Linked DNA regions of Mus musculus: region 1 is linked to region 2. Evidence: chromatin contacts called from public promoter capture Hi-C data. All regions are on one chromosome and are shown on one strand. The core of a region is the stretch at or near the end of the contact, and the rest is flanking DNA. Distances in the headings are between cores, read along the strand shown. Region 1 overlaps Bmp2k (BMP2 inducible kinase). Region 2 has its middle 67 kb from the start of Fras1.

What was found. Promoter capture Hi-C pulls out the DNA fragments that hold promoters and counts their contacts.
Region 1: a contact with region 2 is called in a promoter capture Hi-C map of liver, with 2.1 times the contacts expected there. The contact joins two enhancer-like sites. A contact is called at or near these places in 4 of 39 promoter capture datasets (hippocampal neurons, liver and second pharyngeal arch cranial neural crest) and 1 of 115 datasets of contacts at active chromatin or transcription factors (embryonic forebrain).

What each region holds. Positions count from the first base shown.
Region 1 is chr5:97,002,782-97,009,445 of GRCm38.p6, reverse strand. All of the region lies in intron 1 of Bmp2k (BMP2 inducible kinase), which reads right to left. Among named protein-coding and RNA genes, the nearest start is that of Bmp2k, 8.4 kb to the right of the region's middle. Within about 2 kb of position 4,840, at least 28 of the 459 cell types and tissues checked have an H3K27ac peak or open chromatin away from gene starts, as enhancers often do. A contact at or near this core is called in liver, where this site is marked.
Region 2 is chr5:96,303,656-96,309,722 of GRCm38.p6, reverse strand. No RefSeq gene overlaps it. Among named protein-coding and RNA genes, the nearest start is that of Fras1, 67 kb to the left of the region's middle. Within about 2 kb of position 3,857, at least 7 of the 459 cell types and tissues checked have an H3K27ac peak or open chromatin away from gene starts, as enhancers often do. A contact at or near this core is called in liver, where this site is marked.

The DNA of each region.
Region 1 (6,664 bases), core at 3,591-6,090, 700 kb before region 2:
AGTGAGTTCCAGGACAGCCAGAGCTATACAGAGAAACCCTGTCTCGAAAAACCAAAACCAAAACCAAAAACAAAAGCCTCTAGCTGTCTTTCAGAGATACCAAAGTCCTCCAGCCTCCTGACACCAACGAGCAAGTCCTCGTCTTCATCAAGAGGCCTGCTGTATGTGCACAGGGCCTATGCGAGGCATTCACATTAGAAGAAGTGCTAGGGTAGAGCCATGAGGTCTAAGGGCATGCTACACTCTAACCAACACCAGCACAGTGACTCTGGGCTCCATCACCTACTTCCCTTCCCGCAGTTAAAAATGAGGGAACTAAAATTAAATAAGCAGTTCAATTATGAAAAATCTGATGGAGCACTAGCATTCTCTAAAGACTGTCAGTTCGACAATACTAATTCTATTCAATACAATGTTTAGATCATTTTCAAAGGGAGACTGATATGTTATCGTTAATTCCGGATTTTATACACCAGACACGAATCCTATCTCTAGTTTTCCAAAAGGTGAAAATCAATAGACCTGACTTCACATCATCCATCATGGCTCTTACAATCTGAATATGAGCTGCACCCAAAAGGCTAAGTTTCGTACTCAGTCCTTCGCTGTTAGCAGCATTCAGAGGTGCCGAGGTTTTAGGGCAGGGAGGGACAGGCCTATGGGGGTGTGCTTTTACAGGTCAATCTGTGCTCTCCCCTTCTCTCTGGCTCTGTGCAGCACGAGGTGAGCCACTCTGCTGCAGCACAGGCTTCTTGCTATTCTGTCTCCTTGCTGTCCCAGAAGCCATGGCTAAGACAGGTCTCTGTTAAGTTGTCCTCTTGGGCCGCCTGTCAAGGCAACATTAACTTTCTGAGACGCCTGCAGCTTTCCAGCAACAGCAGTGCTGGGATGCAAAAACAAACAAACTGTTCATGTACGCATCAAAGTGTCTTGTTCTACAAATTCATGAGATTCATAAAAATCCAATTCTGAACAACGAAAAAATTTCATAAATGTGCTTCCTACATCTTCTTTGGATCAAACTATCACAAATACATAGTTAGTAAATAAATAAATAAATAAAACAATAAAACCCTGGAGAGATGGCTTAGTGGTTAAGAGCACTGATTAAGGCCCTGAGTTCAATTCAGCAACCACATGGTGGCTCACAGCCATCTTTAATGGAATCTCTGACTCCCTCTTCTGGTGTGTCTGAAGACAGAGCACTCACATATACAAAATACATGAATAAAGAAATCTTAAAAAAAGAGAGAAAGAAAATCCAGACCTGGGAGGGTTGTCTTCTGTTTTGTTTTTCTTTTAAAGACAGGATCTCATAATAAAATCCTAAGCAATACTCCTGCACCACCCTCTTAAGTCTAGGCCCCCATGAGCTACCGTATCTAGGTTACTTGCATAGATTCAAAACCTACCATTGAAATAAGATAATAAAAAGATAATAATGTGCTCAAGTATGAATAAGAAGTACTTTTTGAAGAGAAGAGAAGAGAAGAGAAGAGAAGAGAAGAGAAGAGAAGAGAAGAGAAGAGAAGAGAACTCATGTTGAAGACTTGACCCAGCTGGAAATCACTGAATCATGGGCTCTGACATCACCCATGGGTTAATACACTGAATTATAGTCACACAAGGCAACAAGTTCTTGGGAGGTGATGTCCTACAGAAGAAGTGAGCACTGGAGTTGTGCCTGAGGTCCCACACCCTTCTGTGTCTCTGAGATGAACGGCTCCACCTCACCCAGCCCAGAAACAAAGTCAGGGGCCACAGGCTGTCTGACGGTCTGCCTGATACCATGAGCCCAAGGTTCCCCCTCTTCTCTTTACACCCTTCCCATGAAGAGTCAGCACAAAAATGAAACTACAGCACTACCTTTACTAGATTAGAAATAAAAAACACTCGTTTGGGTTGAGATTCTGAAGTTTTTCACTTGGAATATATAAGTAGTATTTTGATAAAAGGTTTTTTTTAAATGCCAAATACTTATCAGTCCACTTGACTATTTGTGAAGATTTTAACTGGGCAGGTTGGATCAATTAACTATAGCACTATACTAATGAGATTCAGAATTTACTATACTCCTAATGTTAATCGACCATATGTGTGTGTGTGTGTGTGTGTGTGTGTGTGTGTATCACAAAAACTTTGATATCCACATTACTGCAATTAGCTATCTTATAAAGTTGTTAGTCATCACAGAAGACATCATCAAAAGATTATGCACAGCTCAACACATGTATTTACCCTAATTCTGAAAACAAAAAACAAAAAACAAAAAGTCCGCACCCTACTGGTTAATCTGTATCATCACTTTCCTGACACCAAGGATAGGACACTAACAAGCATTCAGCAGCAGTCTATGAGGCAGGTCACAGAATGAAAGTGAGTCACTGCATAAGATCACGCTTCCTAGGGAAACACTTCACAGGATTCAGTTGTGAAATATTTCACTATTTTGCTTAACGATTTTAGTATAAATATCTTAATGATTCCAGAGTGAACAGTAAAATCTAGCCTACTGATAATCCCATTCACAAGAAGACAGTTAAGAATGTAAAAGTCCAAGCCAGTCCTAACAAAGGTCTAGCCATCAAGCCCCTGGGAAAACGGGTAACTATAGCATTTAGGCAGGGAAGGGGGTGTCAGAACTCTTTTGCCTCTTAGAAGTGAAGTATGGAAGAATGTCAAGTTAATGACGCTGTGCTATGTGCTATGAACAAAACCATATACACCACGGGTGTTCTCTCTGACCTGGTGCTAAGATTACAAATGTCCTAATCGGAAAGAAAAGTCAAGGTCTACTAAGGTGATAAGATAGAACTAAGTAATTCCAATGTGGAGTCCCAAAGCTAGAGGAGAGCCCCAAAAGATGTTTCCCTTCCTCCTGATCTCTTACCCTCTCAGCCACCCATCCAATTAAGCCTAGGTGCTACCCCCCACCCACCCACCCAAGAGATGGCCACATGCAACTGACCAGTCTCCAAAAGGGTTCTGCCGAAAGAAGAGTTATACACGGCCCAGTTAGAACCACCCAGCTCCTAATATGTAATGACTTCCTTTAGTGGAGCAATACCAGTCAAGGGACCTCAAGCAAGAACATTTTGAAAGCCACACCTAAATAAACGTTAATAAAACTTAAACAAAAATTAACTAGACAAGTAAACAGAAAAAAAAAAAAAAGCCAAAATTCAAAACCCAATCTCATGCAGAGTCTCTGTCCACCTAGTTAATACTATACCTACACTATTATAAAGTACCGTCTTCCAGTTCCTTCCTATTTTAGTTTCTACCAAAGAACATAAAAGCAGGGCTGAGGGCTGGGGCTCAGTGGCAGTGTGAAGGAAAGGAGTAAGGGGGCAGGGGAACAACTGTTAGCTGCAAACCAGCAGAGACAGGCAGCCATATTGAATGCCAGTGAGTGGGTCTGCTCACGGTAGCATTTACTAGGTCTTCTGGTCATGTGGAAGTCAAAGATTCACCTTTCACAAACACACTGAATGTCTACTGTGAGTACAACATGTAGAGGTAACACAGGACAAGCCAACTCCTAAATGGGCTACATTTTAAAATAACGAAAAACTTTTATTGGAACAGAAAAAAATTGAGTAGGTGCTATCACATGAGAAACAGATGCCACACCTGGGGCCATAGGTTGAGACAGGTTTCAGGAGCAAACAAAAGGTTTGCAGTAAAAAATTGTATTAATAAATGTCTCCTACAATACCCAATTTTAACAAGGGGCAGGGGACACAACAACAGGTGTCTGCACTCCAGTCAAATGTAACAATACAAGCTAAATAAAACAGAAATGTCTTGGTCTCTCCTGCCAATTAGATCAACATACCACAGGCTGGGTGATGGACCAACCAGGGCTTCTTAAGCTTTGTCCACCCATAAGCCCCTTCTGCCTAAGAAAGGTACTCGGTATGCAAAACAGATACTCCCATCATGCTTCAGTGACAACACATTGTACAGAAATGTAAAGGAATCTTTGGCACACACAGCTTCCCATTTATTAAAATAAAAGCAAATGTATGTACTAACGCAGTGAGTGTCCTCATTTGCTTAGACACAAGGAATCATATCTTGGCTAAATATTTGATTCTTCAGAACACAAAGTATTTTCAATGTTTGTCCACTGATTGATATTTCCACTTTATAGTTGTTGACGCTCAGTACAAAATGGCAAACATGAGTTTAGGGCCATTTCAGAAATTGTCAGAAAGTCTGCCGTAGACTCAAGCCAAAATTCATTAAACAATTTTTTTAATAAAAATCAAACCAACAATTCAAATAATAATTTTTAAACATTCTAATGTAATGTAATGCAATCCGAATATAAACTAATTTGATATGAGGGATGGCAACAGGAAAACCCTCCCGCTTTGTTTTTCTGTACTTAAAGCACTGTGTTTCTAGAAAAGCAGAAAAGTGTGTCCAGTAAAAGCACTGCAACTCCTAACGCCAACTCTCCACCGGAGCCAAGATGTTGCAGGCGGTGTTTGCTGATGTTGCATGGTAAACCAGCATGCGCTAGGCAAGGTGTGCATGCTCTGTGCTCAGATCCCAGGCTGCAGAGGAGGCCTCCAGAGCACCCCGGAGGCCTTACACGTTTGATTTTCAATTAATTTTTAGTCTTTGGTCATTCAGAAACCTTTTACTGTTGCCAAAATTCTTCACACCCGCGCACACCCACACACACTGTTACATAAGCCACGGGGTGGTGACCCACAGTTTAAGAAGCTGGGATATAAACAAAACATTCATTTCTCACAGTTCTAGAGACTAGGTGGCCTGAGATAAAGATGCAGGCGGATTCAATGTGGCAACCGACAGCTGTTCTGAGAGCAAACCGTCACAAGGCTAGGATAGGCTTTCGCCTGACTCTGAGCTCTGCTCACACTGACCGGCCTCTGGCATACCGTGGGAATGGCATATGATCCCATTTTCAGTCTTCTCATACACTGAATCCCTGTTTCAGGGAGGGAATGTTTCTAAAGAATCGAACTCAACACAGAAAGAACAATTATAAGCACTGGGTATGCACGAGAGGCCAGCAGCCAAGGACCGGGAATCCTGGAGACCTCGCCGCCTCCTTTGCACTCACAGAAAACTCTCTCACAGGTGCACGGGCTGTGCCTTTCTCTGCTTTCATTTGCTGTGCTTTTCTTTCTCAGAAGCCACCTCTGCAGAATAAAGCAAGCTATGTCGGCAGGATGAGGGGACTATGCACAGACCCCAGGCTGGTCTTGACGTTAGAGCAATTCAGTGAAATGACACTCGGAATTAACCTGCCCTCACAAACGTTTAAAAATAATAATAAAAAAATGCAGAGTCCCCTGGCCTGAGTAAAAGATTTTGATGGTCCAATAAAGAGCCCTTCACTGGTACTTTTCAACTTGCAAATTACATCTTCAATTATATTAAAAGCATGTGGTTTGAAACAGAATCCAGGGCTGTGAGCTCCCTCAGTGGACGAAAGCACCAGCCCACAAGAACTGAGTCTTCAAGGTCCCATGGAAGAAAGAGAAAAAAAGTTCCCAAAAGTTAGCCACTCTGACCTCTACACGGGTGCTGTGGCATGCACCAGCACTCTCAAGTCTACAGTAATCATGAATAAAATGAAATACGTTTACTTTTAAAACTCAAACATCATCACAGTTGAATGACCGTGGAAGAGTACAGGAACTTGTACATACAGCAGCAATTAAGATTCTTTCTAGCCAGATGCATTTGACCCCAGCACTCCGGAGGCAGAGGCAGGCTAGCCTGGTCTACAGAGTGAGTTCCAGGATAGCTAGGTCTACACAGATAAACCCTGTCTCAGAAAATGAGGGAGGGAGGGAGGGAGGGAGGGGAGGAAAGATAGAGAGGGAGAGAGAGAGAGAGAGAGAGAGAGAGAGAGAGAGAGTGTGTGTGTGTGTGTGTGTTTCTAGTTTCCCAAAGTTTACTATCTCCTAGGAGAGGTAAGAGACCAACAATAAATAACTATCTTAGTGTTTTTAAGGGCTAACAGGATCACATGTCAAAACAAAAGACTGAACGTGATACAACAGATGAAAGCAAATGGCCACAGGTGTCCAGAGGAAGAAAACAGCTACCATAACCATTACTTCGGAGCAGGGATTACACCAAGTAAAGTGACAGGCAAACACCAATGTGAGTCACAGAGTCACAAGAAGCAGAGCAGCACACTGAGGCTGGAGCAGAGTCCAGGGGTGAAACCGTGAAGGAGGGTCGAAGAGTACCAAGGGCTGCAACAGCCAGGCCCACAAACAGATCAAGCAAGTACAGCTCCACGCCCCTTCTTGAAACAGCCCAGGTTTCCAGGCATCAACTCCACACTTGTCTAAAGTGTGGCTCCAGACGTTGCAGCAAGGGTATCAGGTACCACACACCCAAGTCCCACTAGGCATGTCTTCTCAGACACCTCTGGAACCTCGGTCATTCCCCAAATCTGTCCTGTACTTAGCAAATGCTACTTCCGTTTAAGAGTGGTATAGTATAAGCAAGTCACGTTGACCCTTCTCCCCTCCTCAAAAGACCCTCCAAGGCCCCTTACATTTGAACACTAACGTTTTAATCTCTACTATGTCATTTTTAGTCATTTCACTTTACACATTTCTCAACCATTTTCTATCTAGCAATCGGTATGACCGTAGGAAAATCA
Region 2 (6,067 bases), core at 2,608-5,107:
GCCCATGGCTCAGAGGCACAGATAGCAACATGGCCTTGTGGTTGTATCGGGATGGGAGAGTCTTTTGATATTGCCTCTTATCTGAGGGGACTGGCTATGGTTACTTTCAGAACAGAACTGAACTGTAAGCCATCTGGTTGGCACCGGCAGAGAATCCAACAACTCTGCTGCTGGAAGCACCTGGATATACAGAAAGAGAAAGGAGGTTGGGAAACTATTACATTTGAGATAAAAAGCAATGCTTTTTCTTTTTCCCCTCTGTAGATTGTCTCAGCTCAAACAGCACCCAATCTTTTTTTGTTTCTGTGGTTGGCTCTCCTTGAAAATGTTAAGCTCACCTGACAAGCAAGGCCAGGAAATATAGTAGTTGTTCAACAAACACTTGTTGGATGAGTGAATACTAGTGTATCCACTAAACTGCCTTGTCAGAACATGAACTACCAGGCTCTTGTTACACAGTAAGTGGCAAAGTTGTCTGGAACCAGGATGAGGACCCGATCAACACAATTTGAATTTTGTAGGACCTGAAAATACTGTCTAGATTCAATATAATTGTTGCCCAATCTGATAGCTATGGCCCACATGTAGTTACTGGACATTTGGAATGTAGCTAGTGTAAGCAAATAAATGGATCTGTATTTTAGCTGATTTGCATTTAAATACAAAGAAGCAGATTTGTCCGGTAACTGCGTTGGAGGACAGAGAACTGGCAATTGTTTCCACAAAGGTCCTCTTTGTTCTTTGCCTTGCTCTGCTGAAGTACCTATTTAGTAACAGATTGTAGATGCGACCAATTATTAGCCTGCCTGGGAAGCCTGGGCTTGGTGCAATGCCTGGCACTACACCAAGTTTTTGTTTTATTTATTTAATTTGTTTTATTCATCAGAGTTAAGACTGAGAACAACAGGCAGGTGGAACCAAAAAGTTATTCCTGGTGTGGTTTCCTTGGTGCCTGTTTTTGATGAGCGCTAAGCACGGATTTTCACTGCTGGATTCCTTTGGGTTGGCTTAGGAGAGCAGAGAGGGCTGTGATTGAAAATGCATGTGACAGTTTCTAATCCAGGCCTTTCAGGTTCATTTAGATGTAAATAAGGCAAAACCTACTGCTTTGAGACAATCATTTGCGTCTATGAAAGCATCTTCAAATCCTTTATTATGTGAAGATTCATTCCGTTTATACATAGAAAAAGGAACATGTCGTTCCGCGCCTGTCGGTGTTCAGGTTTCAAAGATGGAGCCTCTGGTCTCACATCACTAAAATTAAACATGCTTTAACTGCACACACCTTGTTCCGGGTGCTTTAACAGATAGGTCACTGGAGAGCAGGTGCCAGGGGTTCTATTCTCAGCTCTCTCGCTGACTCAGACTCGGACCTCAGGAAGGTTGAGGTAGATTTAGACACAGGCTCCTGAATGTGCAATCAGAATGAAGTGCTCGCTCCGGGCTTTGCACCTCCTCTTGAGAGTCTCACAGCGTCTGTGGAACAAGCTGGAGTTCCGCCACACACCGTGTTGACAAGTTCCTGGGGCGTCCCTGGAACCACTTTCTGCCAACATTTCCCAGAGAATCGTCCTTCATTTCTTCTCTCCCACGTGCGTCCCTCTCCTCACTCTGCTCATGCGCAGTGGCTGTTTCTCCGACTTAGACTAATTAATTAATGCCAAGCAAGAAGGCAGTATCCTTCCAGGTCTTCCTGTAAGTAAATGTAGGTGGGAAACCGCCCACATTGTATCACTGCTTCAACCTGTTGAAAGCAGCTGAGCACACTGATCGTATTCTTCATCTGATTTGCGCAGAATTGGCGTTAACCCAAGGACACATATACACCTTACTTGCCAGACCCCAGTCTTCAATTTACTGCATTCCACTCTGCTTCCAGTGCGATCCAGCTTGCATCTGCTTCTAAAGTTGATTTTAGACTGAAGTCTTCTATCTGTTTCAAGACTTCAAGTTTGTGGTCAGAGCTCTTGGGAGTCCTAGGGAGCCAATGTGTCCAATAGCATCAGGGAAAGCATCGTCCTTGTAGACTTCAAGAATCAGATGGAAAGCCAAGAACAAAATGGTCCCCACAGCCAATTTTCAAGGGCACGTCTTTAAAAGTTAAATTTCCCAAACACAGCGTTTATGCTGTGTGAAATGAGCTGCTGCTGGCGGCTTATGAACAGAAGAACAACAAATTAGACTTAGCTTGTAAAGGCCCTCTGGGGGCTGGAAAGATGGCTCCGTTGGTAAAGTGCTTACCACACAAGCGCGAGGACCTGCGTAGTATCTCTAGCACCCACATGAAAAAGCTGGGAAAGCAGCATGCGAGCGGCTGTAACACCTGTGCTGGGAGGGATAACAAGGGCCCTGGGGCTCACTGGCTAATGAGGAAAGCCAAATCAGCAAGCCCCAGGCCAAAAAAAAAAAAAAAGGCTTTTGGGGTCAGACACTCCAACACTGTTCTTTCACTCCTACAGGTGCACAAACAAACAAATAAAATCCTGGTTTCCGGGGTTTCTTGGGTCTTCAGGTATTATCCCCGCGCTTCCTATGGTTGTGTGTGTTCCTAAGAGTCAACTTTATTCTCCCTCCATCTGCTGACTTCCTCTTCTTCCCCATCAGCAGCCGGCTCAATCCCAGCTTCTGTTACCCTCCCTTTATCAGCTGGCTCCACCTGCTGACCAAGCATCTCTCTTCTTGGCTCCTCTGCATCCAAGGGTCAGAGTCAAGCACAAACTTTAAATATGTATTGATACCTTGTCCTAGTCACTCAGTATTGAACTCTACATTTGTTTGACTTGGCAGAAACTCATCACTTTTCTAGGGACCGAGGTGACTAAAATCTGTGAGCATTCCGTTTTGCACACTGGTGCCTTGACCTCTGCTGAGCCCATCCCTCCTGTTTCTCACATGTACTTTCCCTTCTTCATAAGGATGTCTCCACGGTTTTTCTGTGTAAATCTCTGGCTTTTGGCTGTACTAGTCTAATGTTATTTTGCTCTTCACATAATTATAGGCATTCTGGAAAATACAGGTAGCTTTAAAAAGGATTAGTATTCAAAGGCATCTATGACCCACCAGTCAAAATGAGCACATTTTATAAAAATTATGAGTATAAACATATAGCTTAATAAAAAAAACCAACATATAGTTTTGTAAAATTCAGGGAAGCATAAACATTTTTATTCTGCTTTTACTTTCATATTACACAACATGTACTTTTCTAATCTCATTAAATAAATGTGATTGCAAGATTCTGCTGTTATTGCATCATTATTGAATCAGCCTCTGATGTAAGCATATTGACCATTCCAGATTTTATGGTATTGCAATCATATTATAATAAGTGATTAATACACAGATAACTGAATGTATCTGTGGTGATTTCATTTTGTTAAACTCTTGGACGTGGGCTTACTGGATTAAAGGATAAAAGTATATTAATGTGTGTGTGTGTGTGTGTGTGTGTGTGTGTGTGTGGAATAGGATACGACTCTAAATGAAAAAGTTAAATCTCCGAGGGAGTAGAGAGTCACAAGAGGATTGTGGGGACCCTCATGATCTCCTGACCAAGGGCATAAGCCAAGTTGAGGCGGGTTCTAGAAACCCTTCAGTAAGGCCTTCAGTCCTTTAAACTAATTTCTAAAGAGGTCTGCCCCTGTCGGAGTATGTTGATTGGCGATGACTATCAGAGGAGCAGATGGAGAAACACACCTGGCCTCACACGGTTCCTGGCTTCAAGTTCTCCTTTAAAATGAGCAACAGACGTCGCAAAATCTGTAATCATTTTGAACCAGCCTCAGTCCCGGCAATGAGACAGCCTTGACCTTTGCTCTGATTTCTAATTAAATCTGAAGGTTATACTAACTCTGCAGAGTGGGTATTGAATGGACATGAGAAATCTGTAAAACATTAGCACTGTATAGATCCCCGAATGGGGGAGACACAGATAGCTCGGGCACACGCTCTGTCAGCAAAACACTGTGATTTTATGCAGACACATCAGAGAAAGAACCAGAGGTTTTTGTTTTTTTTTCTTTGAATTTTCTATGATAATCACCTATGTGTGATTATTCTCCTACCACTGCACATTGATCCTTGGAAGATACTGATAATATAAGTCAAAATACCTGTTATTTTTCAGAGATGGTAATGCAATTTCCTTTGTAGCAGGTCATCTATTTATGTGCAATTCATTTCCTTTAACTTTTATTGGAATGCTTCCTATGAAGTAGACATTGTGCTTTATTGATTTGCAAAGGGAATACAGACAGAATCTCTGACCTGGAGGGAAGGCAAAAACCTCCTCACAGAAGCAAAGGCTACGCTGCTAATGTGTCCGAGCACATGACTTAGAGCGTAATGAAATAAGTGATGTATCTGAGAGGAAGTGAGTTACACAAAGCCTTGAAGCCAGCACCTGCGAAGCCAACACTAGAAATGTGTCTGCTTATGTGCAGTAAGCCATGATCTGGGGAAAATGATATGCGTCCACGTTCACGTAGTTTAATGCAGAATCCTTCTCACTATTGAACTCCAATGATCGGACACATTCACGCCCAAATCAACACTTGTAAAGACGAGGAAGTACTCTCTTTAGATCCCTCTCCAACGAAATAATAACTCTCTGTTAAGGCTCTCAGTAAACACCAATTTTTTTCGTAATTATAATCAGTGACTTTGTTTGCATAATAGAAGGCCACATCACACATGAAACTGGTCCAAGAAAGACAGACTTAAATGAGCAGATCTGCGTGCAGTTGTAGCTGCCTTCGGGAAACTATCAACAATTCCGTGATAGGCTCCAGGGTTTGAGTTATGTGGATGCTTTTCCTTCTCTCTCTTTCTTCCTCGAGTTGCTGGGTGCATCCTTGTGTGCTGGTTACTACTTCCTCCTGGACCTGTAAAGCAGCAGAGATGTTGGATTGGCAGACATCTGTTCCTCTGTCCAGCCCCGATGAAAGCCTTTCTTAGGAGATAATGCTGAAGTACGTAAGGGTATGATATTAGATATGTTTATGGTGATGCCACTTCCAGTCTTTTTTTTTTTCACACGAAGAACGCTAATTAGATATTGCTGACATTAAATACTCATAAGCTTGAGTCTTCTTAAAATGTAAATGTCTAATTGCTACTCACTTGTAAGCTGCTAGTCTTATATTTTCATAGGTGTCCAGACAGTCTGGGGTCCTGTGCAGCTTCAAAGACTGAATGAATGGATGTCCCTGTAGCCAAGCATGTTCATGCTATAGCTATTGCACAGCTGAAGCAAATCTCTCCATGAGAAATAAATGCAGCAGCTAGAGACACTGGCCCTTTAACCCTCCCAATCACTCAGACTTTGATCCAATTTATCAGGAAATGAGTCTTAAGGAATGAATGAGTTCACAGAATAGATAGTAGCAGATCAATAGATAGTTGGCATCGTACTCTTATTGCCTGCTGTGGGAAGCTGGCATCAAAAGAGGTACTCCTGCCATTGAAAGGCCTTCCATTCTGGCTACATTATCTATCTTATATTATAGATCAATTTTTAGTCATCTTCCTTTCTGATACTACCTGTGGTTGTAGACATGAGGCTCAGCAGTTTGGGACCAGCTGTTGCTGTGTGGTATGGGCAGCCACGTTTAAGCAGACACTTGACTCCTTCAAGGAAATGATTCTCACAGTGCTTGATGGGAGCTACTGTGGCGTGCGTACTCAGTGAATGCCAGTAAGGACGCCATAGTGACTGAAGGGGTCATCCCCACCCCATAAAGATAAAAACTCTTCAAATCGGGAGGAGGGTTGCAGGGAGAGAGATTCAAAATAACACTGAAGGAAACTTTAGTTTTCCCTGACTGAATAGCTCTCCCATCTCTGGGCTCCTCTGATGGCTTTTATACAGTTTTCTTTAACTTGGAGCTGGGTAGGGCATTCCTAAGTGCTACCCTGCTCAATTTAATACCTTACTATAATTTAATGCCAAACAAATAAGTGAGTCTGCATTAAGGTTTTATAACTAATCCCAAGATACAATAATTCCTGTAGGAGCTGGGGGTGTGGCCCAGTGACAGAGGGAGAACTATCACAGCATGGGTGAGGC